Linked DNA regions of Sus scrofa: region 1 is linked to region 2. The links are chromatin contacts, called in public Hi-C maps. All regions are on one chromosome and are shown on one strand. The core of a region is the stretch at or near the end of the contact, and the rest is flanking DNA. Distances in the headings are between cores, read along the strand shown. Region 1 has its middle 49 kb from the start of C17H8orf4. Region 2 holds the start of C17H8orf4 (protein C8orf4 homolog).

Region 1 (3,286 bases), core at 734-3,233, 49 kb before region 2:
CTAGAATCCCTGTCCTATAGCCATTTCATTCTGCAGTTTCCAGGAGGAAGCGGGCTGTTTGTGATGCTGGCAGGGGACCATTGGAAGATGATTGTGTTGTATTATAGCCTATTACTGTAAGGTAAACAAATAAGAAGTTTTGGTTCATCTCTTTAAAATCCAGTCCCTTTGCTTATCAATGATATTCACCCAAGACCACCTTCCAGCTTTTATTTGCAAGGATTACACTTGAAGTTTCCTTGCCATAGGGGGAAGCGGTCTGGGGAAGCCGTCTAATGGAAGATGACAGAGAATACAAGGGGTTTGTGTTGTGAAATATGCTAAAAAAAAAAAAAACGCATTAAATATGGATAATCAGGAAAATAAAATACCGTCATAGAGGAATGAAGAAATAAAATGTTTAAGAGATTATCCAAGGATGCCATCTCAAGGCAACTTGAGATATTCAACTTGAGTTTCAACAGGGATTCAGATGGACTCATGCCAGAGATTGGGAGATGACCTTTCTTGTCCTGGTGTTCAGCTAGAAATGCTCCATTCTATTGATGTAAAATAATGTAATTAGAGGCGTGTAGCAGGAGGGAAATGATGTCCATTCGCAAGAGTGGATCATTCCCCCTCAACGTTGTTCATGAAAATCTTTAGTACCAGAGAGTCCAATGTATTTATAAAGGAGAGCACAGTAGTTTTCATATGGGTCTGGAAAAAAAAAAAAAAAAAGAATCGGGAAGAATGAATCCTCTTCTTCAAATTCCCATTATAACACATTCCAAAGACTAAAGGAAAGGACAATTGGATGATCCGTTCCACAGTTCTGTTTCCTTAACGCAGACAACTGATCTTTGCATGTAGTTTGGAAATGTCACTTGAAAAAAGGAACATCCAGGCAGAACTAGGAGCAGAAAGATTAATAGATAAGCTATTAGGCTCTTGATTCAAAATGTCACCGTGGAGCATTCCAGTCTTTGTGTCTGTGAATCACCATCCTGTCCCTGTCCCTTCTTTTTCCTGGTACTGTTAGAAGAGCCTGATGCTGGGAATACAACCAAGGTCATATGTTTGGTGCCTGTTCACTCAGGAGGCTGAGCTCTAGGAGGGCTTCTGCTGCCCCATCCCAGGCTCCTTGCAAAGACTCTAAGTCCAACAGTGGCTCCTCTGTACATGGTCTTAGTCCAACACATCCAGATTGGATTCTATTTGTAGTCCCACCTTTTTCTTGTCCATGGGTTCCTTTCCCCAACTCCAAGCCTCATCCTAATTCCAGGTCTGGGTCTCTACTTTCTGGACAAAGGCTTCCCTGAGCTTCAGAGCCTAAGCCGGAGTTCTCCTCTGAACTCCAATGGCATTCCACAGGTCACTTTATGAAAGTTGTCTTATTTGACTTGTGATCAGACCTTTATCTTTTAATATATGGCAAGTTCCTTGAGGACAGGTGTAGTTTCTTCTTTTTTGTGAGGGCACACTACTCCCAGGTGGCTTTGTGAAAATTAGAGACTTCAAGAGGATTCGTTGCCTGGATTAATGTTGTGGTCCATGCCCACAGGAATGGAAAAAGAATTTCCCAGCATAGCCAAGTGAAGAGAGAGAAGAGTTTATTGAGATAAGAGATGCTGCCAGTGCAGCAGGATGATTCCTGATGATCAGGGGGAGCAGACCCAAAGTGTGTGGTTGTGTCTGTTTTGAGAGCCCAGGGACAGGAGAGGTCTTGTGATACACCTGCTGACCTGCTGATTGGCTGGGAAAAGATGGATCCTAAGATACACTTGCTGGTTTGGGCATATAAGGCCCCTTATCCCATAGGGGTGGGGTAAGGAGTGGGCCACGTACCTTTCCTAGTAAGGGCAGGAAGGAGCAGGCCAGGTTGCTCAAGGTGGGGAAGGAGCGAAACAAGGAGATAAGTGGGGCAATGATAAGGGTCTGGTCATTCTAGTCTTGGCCAGAGGCTTGGAGTTCTATCTCCTTGAAGGAGCCTTGAAGTCCCACAGTTAATGCATTAACTAAGCTAGCAAATATGTTGCTAAAGACCCACAAGGAATAAAGTAAGCTTGGCCTGGTTCCATTCCTGGAAAACCAATTAACTATTAACTAACAACACATTTGAGTAACAATACATTTGTGTATCAAAGAAAGTACTCTTCTGTTTTCTCTTTTTTCTCTGTAATCCTTTTCTTAAATTACAAATGTACAAAAATGTCCAGACTGGGAGGTGATGAATCACCATGGTGAATGCAGCCAACAAAGTCAGGAATAAATATGAAATCTCACTATCCAGACATACGGTTTGATTTATCCTTGGTACCTGCAGCTCGCAGATGGGAGTGACAGGAGGGCTCGTTTATGGTTCAGACTCCAATTTCTTCCCTGAGCAGGAACAGAGGGAATTTTTAAAGCGGGGCAGTTTGTAAGGCAGAAGAATCTGAAGGATCTGACACTAAAGGAACACAAGGGGGCGCCCTTTCCAACTCAGTCACAAGAAAGAAAGATTCCCTTGGTTCCAGAGATGCTGAGGGCAGGCATGAAGCACCTAGGAACACTTGTATTCAATTTTTGCCTTTTTCAATCCAAAAAATTGCAATATATATATATATATGATATATATTTATGTATTTTATATATGATTGCATGTCTGTATATATAAATAATGTACATGGTGGAATATACTGTTCTAAAGAAATATGTTGAGAGCGTATCTAACAAAAATATTCTACTAAATTTTAGGCTTTTATTTTCATGCCAGAAGCAACACCTGAATTCATGATTTAGCAGTAAATGTATGTCTTTCCCTCTATGCATACGTGTAAACTCTGCATGTTGTTTAGTATTTCATGTGTCTTGTTCTACACCCTGTGATTTAAGGGAAAATATTCTGGCCTGGGATTCAGGAGATCTGAATTTAATCCCATTTCTCCCACTGCACGACTTGAGACTAAAGATAATGAACCGCTCTTTCCTTCTATTTCTTCATTCTGTGGACTCAGAGGGTTGGATTAGATGGGTTCTCAGCTCCTTTCCATGGTAATTGGTTTCCCTGGTCTATGAACAAAGATGTTTCTATTCAGTCTTTGATAAATACTTGGGCTATGGACGTCAAATGAGTATAAGCCATAAATATCTAACTTTGGGGGTTCTTATTAAAAGAGCAAAATCGCTAGAAATTGAATCAGACTCACATTGAATCAGGATAACCAGACTATGTTTTAGAAACCAGAAGGGGGTACTTCGGCTCGGAGGTCAAAATGTTTTTGTGGATTTTCTGCATAAGCGTGTTACTCATGAGATCTCAGAC
Region 2 (3,129 bases), core at 599-3,098:
AGAGAAAAGCCTTTTAAAACTCACCCTCCGTGGACACATAAACAACTATACTGATGTCAACCCATGAATTTCTATGTTGGTATCTTATATTTTAAAGTTAGGGCAGAGAAACTCTCTATATACTTTATGTAAGAATTTGCTTTGAATAAGTATGACAATTGATCTAAAGTTACTTCAAAAGTACCTTATATTCCTAGAGTAAAATCCTTAGAAAAGTTTATAAGAATAAAAATTACCACCTTATTTTTCCTTTGAGATCAATCATCACACACCAAGAACAGCTACGTTTATAATAATTTATTAAGGTTGCATATCATTTGTCATGTATAATAAATTATAGAAACCGTAGCATATTTATAAACTATTAAGTGTATCATATTCACTTCCTAATGCTTACTGCAGTAGCTAAGAGAAATTTAGGTTATATTTTAGCATTAGTTAGAAGATTTAAAAAAAAACTGTAAAGTTCATTCACAGTATTTTGGATTTATGAAGGACCCCATCATTTAACTTGTGCAACCGATGTGAAATGCATAAAAAACCCTTAATAACCAGAAGGTGGCGTACGGTTTCACGGAGCTGCTGAAAACACCACAGTTCCTTAAATTTGTACCTCCACCCCTGCGGTGCACTTTTAAGGCATTGTAATAAATGCAAATAAATGATCAATCACTGATCTCTTAAAAAAACGACCCATAGACAACACTGAAGCTTGGCAATATTTTGAACATTCAAATAAAAAAGTCGGTAAGCCATTGCCATGTGAAAGTCTCTCTCCTGTGCGTTCTCTCCCATCTCCCTCCCACCACCCAGTTTGCTTAAAGGAAAAAAAAAAAAAAAAAAAAAAAGTTCCGGTTGAGTTTAAGTCCTAGGGTCTGACTCTAAGACCCTGGCTGCAATTCTTCTCCAGCCTTCTGTTATATTGAATTCTCATTACAATTACATCTGTCCAGACTTTTCTCCCAACGTGAGCATCAGTCCTTTCCCCGGGGGAGAATTTTCCAGTGCCGGCTGCAAGCATTTCTGTCTCCGCTGTCACAGCGGCTATCACAGCACAGACGTGAAGTTGATCGGAGTCTTTGTAACCAGTTCATCTGCTCCTTTCCTGCCTCAGAGTCCTCAGGTCCTGGTGCAAGAGAAACTTGCAAGGCAGCAACCGCGAGATGCTGTGTGTGTATTAGGGTCTCGCGGACTCAGGTGCTCTTTAAACGTCCGTTCTTGGATAAGGTCCTTATCCATCTCCTGGTCCTCAGTGAACTTTGATGGAATATTTCTCCAGTTTCAGAAACTGGAAGAGCTTGTCTTTCGTCCTCTTCTTCAGGGCCATCAGGGCTCGCGTTTTCTCCTCCAGATCCTGATCGATGGCGAAAATGATCTTCGCTCTCTCCTCTGCTTTCTTGTCCCCCGAGTTTTTGAAGAGCCTCTGGAGCGCTTCTTGGTCTATGTTTTCAAAGATGTTGCCCACGGCTTTCTTGCGGGAGGCCGTGTCGAAGTGGTAGCCGCGGATGGACGGGCTCACGCGCAGCGAGGTGGACATGCTGACGGCTGGGTGGCTTGGCTTTGCTTTCATCGATGATGTGGGAATCTTCGGGAATTCTGCTCCAAGGCTCTCCAGAGAGTCTGTAGCGAAATCGGTCCCGGGTCGGCTATTTAAAGGGTGAACAAAGCTCAGGGCTCAGATTACAGTGGTGACATCAGAGTGATCTGGAGGCTGAGTGATCAGAGACCGGTTTAACAGTTGAGTTGCCAAAATCTCCATCCCCTGCAAAGGGTTCCTAACAGCTGTGCTCAGGGATGGGGTTGAACGGGGGTGGGAGTAGGGGTGGGGGGGATTTCTTTCTCCCTAGTCGGTGGCAAGAGCATTAAACAGACTTGGGCCCTTCTATAGGGGAAAAAAAAAAAAAAAAAAAAAAAAAGCTGAAACCAGGACAACCACCGCCAAGATAAGAGACAAACAGTGTGGCTAACACCCTCAAAATCTTTCCAAACAGGACCCAAACAAAAAGTTCTGCTAGCAGCCTTAATTTCTAGAGAAGTTGCTAGAGGACAGTTCAAACATTTGGCAGCCCACACCGTCCCCTTTAGACATTGCTCCACAGGGCGATTCCCGGGCTATGAAGAGAAGCTTAACAATCCAGGACACCGATTCCAAATGGGAGTCTGTTCAAAACACAGACAGGACACAGCCTGAGTCCATGACAGTTCAGAGCCAGCTGCAGACAAGAGCTAATCTGTAATAACTGAATTAAATTGGAATTTCATAAAAGTAATAGTCATGACAGCCAACATCTCCTTAGGTTTAAGTACACATCAACAACAGTATCAAAAAAAAAAAAAATTAGGGAGGACAACTTCAAAGGCGCTTTATGTACCTAGCACCCAAAGGAATGAGTTGACATATTCCTTTAATGTTTATTTTGGCAGCACCCAGACATAGTCAGAGCAATACCTTCTTTGGAAGAATTTAAATGGGTTCTTCCCAACAGGAAACTCAACTCAATATTCTGTGATAACCTATATGGGGAAAGAATCTGAAAAAGAGTGGATGTGTGTATATGTATGACAGAAGCCCTTTGCTGCACAGCAGAAATTAATACAGCCTTGTAAAGCAACTACACTCCAACAAAATGTTGGATAAAAAATAAAAATAAAAATAAATAAATCACTTCTTTCCACATTCACGATATTCAGCCAGTCACTGTCCTCACTCATGAATGGAACATTACATGTTAAGTGTCAGTATCCCAGTACCCAGTGATTTCTCTTTGGGGACCTGCTGCTGGGTCCTAGGATGCTCAGAGACAGGGCCGGCCTTTGTTTTCCTCTCATCTAGTTATCTAGAAAAATCTGAAAAAATGTGGTGAAAGTACCTCACTTGAAAACCAAGTTTGAGACTCTTCTCATACCTTCATTCGTTCACTCATGTATTCATTGGACTCATTTTTCCATCAGTATTTAGTAAAGGGCAATTTTTATTTTTTGTCTTTTTGCCATCTCTTGGGCCACTCCTGTGGCATATGGAGGTTCCCAGGCTAGGGGTCTAATCAGAGCTGTAGCCACCGGCCTACGCCAGAGCCACAGCAACGCGGGATCCAAGCTGAATCTGTGACCTACACCACAGCTCTTGGC

What was found. Hi-C and Micro-C count contacts between places; a contact is called where the count stands out from the background.
Region 1: a Hi-C map of retroperitoneal adipose tissue shows a contact between it and region 2, with 3 times the contacts expected there. The contact joins the enhancer-like site here to the promoter of C17H8orf4 in region 2. A contact is called at or near these places in 1 of 5 promoter capture datasets (liver), 22 of 47 Hi-C or Micro-C datasets (adipocytes, alveolar macrophages, embryonic fibroblasts and 12 more) and 1 of 2 datasets of contacts at active chromatin or transcription factors (skeletal muscle).

What each region holds. Positions count from the first base shown.
Region 1 is chr17:9,489,323-9,492,608 of Sscrofa11.1, reverse strand. No RefSeq gene overlaps it. Among named protein-coding and RNA genes, the nearest start is that of C17H8orf4, 49 kb to the right of the region's middle. Within about 2 kb of position 1,983, at least 13 of the 83 cell types and tissues checked have an H3K27ac peak or open chromatin away from gene starts, as enhancers often do. A contact at or near this core is called in omental adipose tissue and retroperitoneal adipose tissue, where this site is marked.
Region 2 is chr17:9,440,207-9,443,335 of Sscrofa11.1, reverse strand. C17H8orf4 (protein C8orf4 homolog) reads right to left here and starts at 1,848. Exons shown (of 1, transcript XM_003360552.4): 1 at 283-1,848. The coding sequence starts at 1,570. The coding sequence ends at 1,250.